2 separate regions of the Mus musculus genome follow, and region 2 is linked to region 1. Evidence: chromatin contacts called from public targeted proximity ligation data. All regions are on one chromosome and are shown on one strand. The core of a region is the stretch at or near the end of the contact, and the rest is flanking DNA. Distances in the headings are between cores, read along the strand shown. Region 1 overlaps Dtx4 (deltex 4, E3 ubiquitin ligase). Region 2 holds the start of Fam111a (family with sequence similarity 111, member A).

Evidence for each region.
Region 2: a targeted proximity ligation map of the SCID.adh cell line shows a contact between it and region 1, with 13 read pairs. A contact is called at or near these places in 2 of 39 promoter capture datasets (the C10 cell line and hematopoietic stem and progenitor cells), 12 of 484 Hi-C or Micro-C datasets (the C3H10T1/2 cell line, CD4 T cells, CD8 T cells and 9 more), 19 of 130 datasets of targeted methods (the 230-238 cell line, CD8 T cells, the HPC-7 cell line and 13 more) and 4 of 9 other capture datasets (adipose tissue, embryonic stem cells, liver and 1 more).

Annotation. Positions count from the first base shown.
Region 1 is chr19:12,486,645-12,491,217 of GRCm38.p6, forward strand. The region is part of intron 2 of Dtx4 (deltex 4, E3 ubiquitin ligase); the gene reads right to left. Among named protein-coding and RNA genes, the nearest start is that of Dtx4, 13 kb to the right of the region's middle.
Region 2 is chr19:12,570,754-12,575,326 of GRCm38.p6, forward strand. Fam111a (family with sequence similarity 111, member A) reads left to right here and starts at 2,772. Exons shown (of 4, transcript NM_026640.2): 1 at 2,772-2,827.

The DNA of each region.
Region 1 (4,573 bases), core at 762-3,261:
TGAGAATGAAGAATGGGTCCAGGATGCCCACGGTCAAAGCAAGGAGTTCCCAGCTCTGCACTGTCTGCCAATTCCTCTACCTCAACCTTCTTAGCCTTCTGCCAGCCTCTTCTCATCGTTGTTTTACCTTTGTTCTTTCTGGTCCTCACCCCTGCCAGTCACATGCCTGCCTACGCACCTTTGGAAAATGTCGTTTCCTCTCCCTACAATGTTCTTCCAGGACCCTGCCCGTTTCCGCTTACATTCCCTTACTATTGGCTAAAATACAGATCTTCAGCCATGATCAGAGTTATATCCCTATCCCCAAATCCATGCACCACAGGAATCCATATCACCCCACCCCCATGTTCCCCGGAGAGCAGAGATGTTGCAATCCCTGGTCCAGCATTTGGAAAACACTGCCTAAACAGCTGTCACTTCTCCTTGTCCCAGAAACTTATAAAGGCAAGCCGAGACTCCTCCCCTTGCTGACCTCCCCAGCTCTGGAGAGGAGCCCACACAGCTGCCTGGGAAAGGCCAGGCCGCCCACGGCGAAGGCACTGAAGGTGAAAATACAAGACACATAGAGATGGGACTTGTGCCATTCCCCTCTGCCACCCAGGCTTCCACAGCTGGCTTGGAGAAGCCAGTGGGCCTGTCTATAGATAGATAGATGCCTCTGGGATCAAGGAAGCCTGAGAGTCCAGCTGGGGTAGGGCTGTGCTGGGAAGTCAGAAGGAAAAAAAGCAATATTTATTTATGTGTCTATTTGAGAAGAACTCATTGAACCCTACTTTGGGATAATCATGTTTAATGCTGGAGATGCAGCTGTGAGCATGACACCCCATGGGTCTTCCTCTATGGGCTATGATTCACAGGGCTCATATCTGGCTGGGGGCAATCCTAACTCTTCAACAATAAGCCTACTCAGTCCTCCCAGGTCTCTAGGTAAGGAGTGTTAAAGTCAATCTTGCTGCATAAGTAACAAAATTGGGGCACACAAGAGGTTACGCCAACTAGACCAAGATTGCAACAAGAATCCAACACACACTATCTGGCTCCAGAGTCCTTTCACTGCGCCTCCCATGATGCCGTGCTCTGCATTGCCCCATACTGTAATGCACGAAGGCACCATCAGGACAGAAGAGAGGCCTGATAGCCAAGTCTCTCTACCGGAGCACACCAGGTCCAGTAGGATGCGCTTCCTCTGTTGCCTTTCCGTGAAGACAGAAGCAGTGAAGCTAATCAAAGCATATGACGCTATGTATCGGGCCAAACCTAAAGCTACTTTTCTTTCCCAACTGTCGCCTGAATAAAGCAAGACTGGATGTGGGGAGATGAGGGAAAAGCTGACTTGAAAATAAAAGCCACTAGACCAAGGAAAGGGGAACGGCCTTGATTCCTGGTTGTGTAAACAACCAAGCACTGCAAATAACATGAAGTCAGCCAACTGCTTGAGCCTCAGGGATCTGGGGTTAGAATGTCTCGCCTTGGCACCTTCCCATTACACTATTTGAGAGAAAGGTGAGTCAGAAGCCCTGAATCCCTTCCAGGGCAGATTCACCTCTCCACTCTACCTGAAGAGGCTAGAAGAGTCTGCCCCTTGTGGTATGTCCCCTGTTCACCACTAGGGGACAGCACGTGCCGCACAGCCCCCGCACCTGCCTCCTTTCACCATCTCCAGGGCCCCTACCACAGCTGATAAAAAACTGTGATCTGTGTGACAAAGGCCACCTTTGTTTCCACAAACCTGACTGGCAGGTTTCCACACACTCTCTGGTCAACCAGGAAGTACTCCAATCCTCAGAGCAGCCCGGGGATTGTGGCGTGTGGGGGCGTCTAGAGAGAGAGATAGGGGAAGCCTGTTTGTGGAACCCTTGAACACTCAGCAAGACTTTGGGATCAACCTGTGGGGTCAACCTTCCTCTGTGTGTCAGGAAGGGGGCAACCTGGTCCCTGGTCTGTGGGCAGCACTGGGGCTCAGCGGAGGGCAGGGCTGTGTGCTTTACTAAATACCAACAGCAAACAATGAGAAGAAATGGAAAGTGACTGCCCACATCTGTACACTGCCTGCTTTGCCTCTGGCAGCTCTGGCCAGATCCTCTGTGTTCTGTGATCAAATCTGCCTGCCTTTAACCTCAGCTGTAAACAAGGTCCGATAAATGTCTGCTCCCTTGGGGTCCCTGTGAGGCTGTAGGATCTAGGTCAAGTAGTTGATAAACAGCTGAGCCTTGTGCAAATTTGGGCAACTGTTTACACTTTTATTTTTCCAATTGTCGAAGGGCTTGATTTCTGCCACTTCCTGCTTTAATAATCCAGTTTTCTCACAATCTTGACCACAGGGTATCAGGTATAAAAGGCAGAGTCGAAAGCCTGGCAGAGTTGAAAGCCTAGCAGTACTGGGGACTGTGAGCAGGCAGCACCTGCCTGCCCTTCCCCCATGGTTCCTGGTTAAAATGAAAATCCCAGAAAACCTGTCCTCTGCCCTAGGGCCTCAGCTATCTGAGCCCAAACCCCTCCTTCTGTGAAGCAGCGGTCCAATAGCAAGCCTCCTTCTCCCATCTTCCAGGCAACCAAGCCAAAGCCCTTTGACCTAATCACGCACTGGCCAATCGGAAGACAGCCCTTCCCCCATCCTCTTGGGCTGTTCCCAGTTATGGAGGATCCAAGTTTTTATTTCCATTGATAAAGTAAAACTGAGAGGAACTGACACAGTAAAGAGAGGAGGCCTGAACAGGCCGTTTGTGTGTGTGTGTGTGTGTGTGTGTGTGTGTGTGTGTGTGTGTGTGTGTGTGTGTGTGAGAGAGAGAGAGAGAGAGAGAGAGAGATCCTTGCAGACCTCATGCGGAGAAGGCTAGTGTTTTCTGAGTTATTCACCAACCCAGGAAGCCTCATGAAGGACAATGGCCTTGTCTCTAAGGCAACCAGCAACCATGCCTAACTGGAGGTACCGAAGCCTGGACTCTGAGGGGGAGAGGGGTGACTGCTGCCCTGCACCGACCTTCCCACCCCTTTTAAGAACCTCCTGCTTGTGTCTGAATAATTTGCTGTATCTTTTGTCCCCTGCCAATACTTTCTCTTCATCCCACATTGCCTGCCATCCTTGATCTTCCTTTTTTTTTTTCCCCTTTCCTGTGGGAAAGTTGCTTGAAGAGGTCATGGGCAGAGGGGATGGGGACGGGGCTGTGTAATGACAGAAGGTTGATGGCAGTTCCAGACAAAGAGGATAACACATGCTCATTAGTGGCCAAGAAAAGCTACAAGGGAAGATGGCAATGGGAATGCAGGAGGTGGAAAAAAGGTGAGAAGAAAGGGCTGGAAGACAGAGAGAGGTGGGAGGGACCCCTTTCAGAAAAACAGTGCAAAAGCAACTCATTTCTATACCCCTTTTGAATTGTGCTGCCTGGACTGCACTCACTTCTCCAGCTTGGCAGGGGAACAAACAAAAGAAACGAAGCCTGTTGAGTTCCTCACACTCGTTGTAGTTCAAGGTGATCTCGGGGCATCTGTCTTCATGATGGCATGGGGTCACTGGGGCATTTGTCAAGGGGACAAAAATGATGTGTAAGTTGGATTGGCTCAGCTTAGCCTTGAGTTCACTAACACAAGGGTATAGTCATTAGATCGTCGTCATCATCATCATCATCACCATCGGCAGCTAATACCCATTGGACTCTGTGCAGTCTCTGAACTGAAGGCTTCATTTAACCCACGTGACAACCCTAGCACTGAAGTCCTATTATAATGTCGCTCAACAGCTAAGAACACTGAAGACAGAGGAAACAAAACTTATTCCAAGTGGCACAGCAAAGAACTGGGTTCAAGCTCAAGAGTCAGGGAGTCCCCTACGTACACTGAGCCTCCTCTTATGGGCTGGCAATCACCCTGGAAATCTGCTAGAGCACCCAGCACTCTGCTGCAACCCCGTGTAGAGAAGCAGAGTAGCAGCGGGATCCAGGCGCCTCTTCCCCGCTGTCCTGCGCTTCCCCACGGAGGAAGTCATGAGCATCCCATGCCTCTGGCCGGCATGACAAGCTGCCTTCACCTTCACTGAGGCTTTAGCCAAAACAAGGACAGAACAGTGCACAAAGGCTTGTGTTCCAGCTTCTCTCCACTAAGGGAAGATATCTCTCAAGCAAAGTGCCCATGCTTAAAATGCATCAGCAAAAGAAATGGGCGGACATGGGCAAGCCCAACGGGGGCTTGTCAAGGAATGACCTCTATCCATGGAGGGTTTCACAGTGATTCCATGAGCAGGTTCTGTAAATTTGGGACTATCATTTGACATACAAGGAAGGACACTGACCCTTGCAAAGATCCTGGGGCTCACACAAATGAGAGGCAAGGAAGAGAGGCTGTTCCAGCCCAGTCCTCTTCAGTTCAACTGTGTATCTTTCATTTCCTGTCCCTATGCTAAGACTCTGTTTGGAGACTCAGCTGAGTGTCTATAGTATTGCCTTAGGGCAGCCTGGATTTTCAGTCTAGGGACTCATTCCAGCTCTAAAGCCTTTTCAACCATCTGGGACACAGCAGCAGGGCCAGGCCTCTGGAGAGAAAGGGAAGGCTGCTGGGTGTGATGGAAAGACAAGAAGAC
Region 2 (4,573 bases), core at 1,522-4,021, 85 kb after region 1:
TTAAAAATTAAGGCTGTCATCATTTGTAATGACAGTAACATTCTCCGTTAAACAGAAAGAAGAATGCAAAGCAATATAAATCTTCTCTGTCCAGGCAGAGTCTCTCAAAATGCATCCCTGCAGTTTAGATTTCGTCAGAAACACCCTTATTGCAAACATGGGAATATGGTAATAGACCTCCATACATTTAAATATTTCTGGATAAATATAGAATTCTTTAAAAAGGATGTTTTTTCCCTTTTTGAAGTATTATACAGTTCACTTTGGTCTCAAATTCACAATCTTCTATTCTGTACCCTGTGATGATGGGATCACAGCATTGTGCCACTGTTTCTGCCTGATGAACTGAAAGTGAAAGACGTGTCACATGTGTTCCTCAAGCCTGCTGTTACAGGGTAGGAGAGAAATAAACTCATCTCCACTTGTCATGGATTTTCTAGCTATTTTGATGCCTTGCTTTCTAAAACCTGGACACACACACACAAGAAAAAAAAAAGAAAATGTTTTGACATTGCACCTCAAATGCATGGCATTTATCTGCAGTTTTGATATAATAAAAAACATTTTAGTTTCAGAGGACACAATCATTTGCCATGACAGAGCCTAAGAGTATTAGGCTCTGAATATCTCACACTACCACGATCAATTTAAAAATAACAGGAATTACAAATCATTTGGTCATTAATATCTCTCAATATCAATGGACTCAATTTCCCAATAAAAAGACACAAGCTAGCAAAATGGACGTGAAAACAAGATCCATCATTCTGCTGCATATAATAAGTAAATATACTCTGACATCAAAGACAGACATTACTTCATAGTAAAGGGCTAGAAAAAGATTTTCCAAGCAAATGGACCCAAGAAGCAATCTGGTATAGGCAGTCTAATTGCTATTGAAATAAGGAAGGTGGGTGTGTTTAAAACGTAAACAGTCTTCAGATGGCTCCCATTTGACTCTCTGTATGAGTTACATAATATCATGAAGAAACTATCCAGGAGTGAATATTGTACAAATTCCCTTCTTAGCAGACAATGTTTTTAAAATCATCTCACTTCTTCTGAACATAAAATATACCCTAGAAAGAACCACGCCACAGCTGTGCTAGCACATGCATGTGAAAATCATCTGGTAGGCCACAGGAAGTCTTGAGTTTTGTCACAAATGTGTAAAATCTAGTCTAGAGGGAGACTGTGGGACTGAGTAATGATGTAAACTGACTTACATTGTTAAAAACCATTCTAGAATCTATGTGAACTACAAACTCTGGGGTGTGGTAGATGTGGAAAAGAGCATATAGCTAGATATATGTTTTAGGTTTTCAGAGATGTTTGGGTTCTCCAAGGTGGTAGCAATAGTTGTAATCTGCTCAGTCTCTGTGAGCTGCTATGGAAACAGGTTAGTTGATTCTGTGGGTTTTCTTGTGGTATGCTTGACCCCTCTGACTCCTACCATCTTCCTCCCTTTCTTCTGCAGGATTGCCCAAGCTCTTCCTAATGTTTGGCTGTGGGTTTCTGCATCTGTGTTTCCATTCATTGCTGGGTAAAGCCTTTCTGCTAATGATTATGTTAGGCGTCTGTCTGCAAGTATGAATGAATATCTTTAGTAGTGTCAGGGGTTGGCTTCCTCACATGATATGGGTCTCAAGATGGACCAGTCATCCCTGGCCACCTCCACAATTTCTGCACCACTTTTCCCCAGACTATCTTGTAGGCAGGACAATTTGTAGGTAGAATGCTTTGTGGCTGGGTTAGTGTCCCAAACTGTTCATTGGAAATCTTGTCCAGTTATAGAAGATTACTGGTTCAGGCTCTGTATCCCCCATTGCTGGGGTCACCCTTATAGATTCCTGGGACTTTCCACTGCCCTAGTTCTTTAGCCATGCCCTAAGCATCCTCCTTCTTGCCCCATAACAGTTGTGTCTCCCAGTAATCTCTTCCCACTCCCTGCCTGGCTCCCTCCCTCCTCTTCCTCCTTTTTAATCACAGCTCATATTTCTGGAGTGGACACTCTCTTTATGAGTAGAAAATATTTACTCCCAATGATGCACATCTGGAAAAAAATCAATTTATTAGGTCATCGAGATGACTCAGCATCTGCTGCCAAGTCTGACTGAGTTTGATCCACTAGACTCACATGGTAGGAAAGAGCCTGAATTCCTGAAAGTTGTGACATGTGGCATACACACACATACACATATTACACACAAATAATAAATTTAATACATTTTTGAAAAATGAGTCTTTGACAAGGATTTGCAGCTTCTTTCTGATTTGTTCAAGTACTGAAGCTGGTCTGCTGTGGGGATGTTACCCCCTAGAAAGGCCCTGAGTCCTCCAGCCTTCCTCCTCCTAGCTCATTCTCTTCCTGCCTGCAGCCAGAAAGCATGTCACTAACCTGCTGCCCTGGTCTCTCTTGCTATTTGGAAGAAAATCCCTGGACCTGCCTGAAACCAGGAGGGAACCCAGATCTAGTCCTGGCTCCTCAGCTTCCCACTGAGTCCAGTTAGCATACCTCATTTGACTAGGCTCTAAAAGGAGATCCCTGGAGAGTAGAGGACCACACCCACTCGATTGGCGGGCTTCCTTGACTAGGCGGCCCTTAGAGACCAGGGCGGATGCACACTGCGCTTGCTCTGGTCCAGTCCCGCGCTCTGAATGCAGCCAATGGACTGAAGCACAGCTGGTTGCTGTTCAGAGAAAGGACCAATCCGCAGTCTCTCCACCCTCTGAACAAAGACGTCAAATGACAGTCTGGTTCTGTTTTTTCTAAAAGACCCGGGATTCCAGCGGCTGGAGCGAAGCTGCCATAGAGTGGAAAGATCCAGTAAGTAAAAAGCCACTTTAAGATTAATTTCTTCATGTCAGAATGTGGTGTGCAGCAAATATTCACCAATATATTTAGCAAGTCTATTTCATCTTGGAATAAAAATACACAAGTGACAAATACTGATTTCTTTCTCAGGCTTGCCTAGCAGGTGGAGTGGAAGCTATCCATATTCGAATAGGTGGTTACTACATTAACCTGATTTGTCTGCTGTTTCCATCAACATAACCCAGTATGTTCTGCTGAGGACTAGAAAATACCAGTCATCTTTAGTGTTCTTTAAGGGCACTGTGACGGTTTCCTCCCAAAAGCAGACTTAATGCTAGATGTTGGGTTCAAGTGTAGCTGGTCCTAGCTGTGAGCCAGGGAAGGTGGCAGGTCCATAAACAAACTGTGCTACTCTGAAATGAAGAGTGGGTGAAATCTCAGGCACACTGGTGGCATGGGGGAACTTCTAGCGCTGGAAAGCCCTTGGGACAGAGGCAGAAGGGCTAACCCATCTGAAGGACCCAGGGAGCCCAGGGTTGTTTTCAGCATTCTAGCCTCAGCGTGCTGGTATTGATGATGTGGTAGTGTAGGAAGAGGCAGGCTTAGATCAGCTCTGGTCTTTGCCTCTGGAAAGCCTTTCTGAGAGAAAAGTAAGTAGGCAAGAATGTGCACATGGCTAGCCAGAAAATAAGCGCCTTTAAGAGAGGGGGAAGTGAAGGTGGGGGAGGGAGACAAGGGGCTGGAGAGGAAGTTATTAGGCAATAGGGAGGGACGGATGTGGCTCAGAAGCCAGAAAGAGGCTTAAAGGGGCTTGGTGGGGCAGGGCGTTATTCAGAAATAGGGAGAGTGAGAAAGGCCAGGGGAAAGAAAAAGGGGGCAAGAGAAAGGGGAAGAAGATGGAGAAAGCAATTCCAGGAAACTGTTAGGGAGACCGAGGATGGGACTTGGTACAGGCCATATTGGTTTATTGCTCTACTAAAGAAAGATAGTACATGTAAGTACTTTGTCTTCTCAAATTATAATGTGGTATACTCGGAGGAATTTGTATTCACATCATTCTAACTGAAAAAGCAAGGAGGAGTGGAGGCAGGAGGGGATCATATGCCGGGCATGGTGGCGCACACCTTTCATCCCAGCACTGGGGAGGCAGAGGCAGGCAGATTTTTGAGTTTGAGGCCAGCCTGGTCTACAAAGTGAGTTTCAGGATCCCCAGAGCTATACAGAGAAACCCTGTCTCGAAAAACAAACAAACAAACAAACAAACAAACAAACAAACGAAGGAGGGGATCATACAATGAACTTCCAAATACCTATCATATAGCAAATAATTCTGTATTAGAGGATATTTCCACCATTTTTTTTTGAGACAAAGTCTCATTTAACTCAGGCTGGCTGTGGACATTTTAACCTGATCCTCCTCCACATTCTAATAAAATATGACCCAGCATGAATACCGAAAATCGTTTGTGTGGGGGTAGATATGGAATGATTCAGAATTGTTTAAGCATGTGCCTGTGAACTGCCAAATTCATATTTCTTTCTGTTAGCTTTTATATTTTACAATATGAACCATCAACAGACAGGGAACCTCACATTGTTTTTCTGGTTGAACAGAAATTTCTGCCCACCAAGATCAGCTAGTCCAGACCAGTTCCTCAAGTACTCATGCACTATCATTTTCTTAAGTCCAAGGCGTGTCCCTGTGGGTAAATATTGGCCTCAATCCCAGCACTAGCAGGAATATTCTCTGAGTAATCG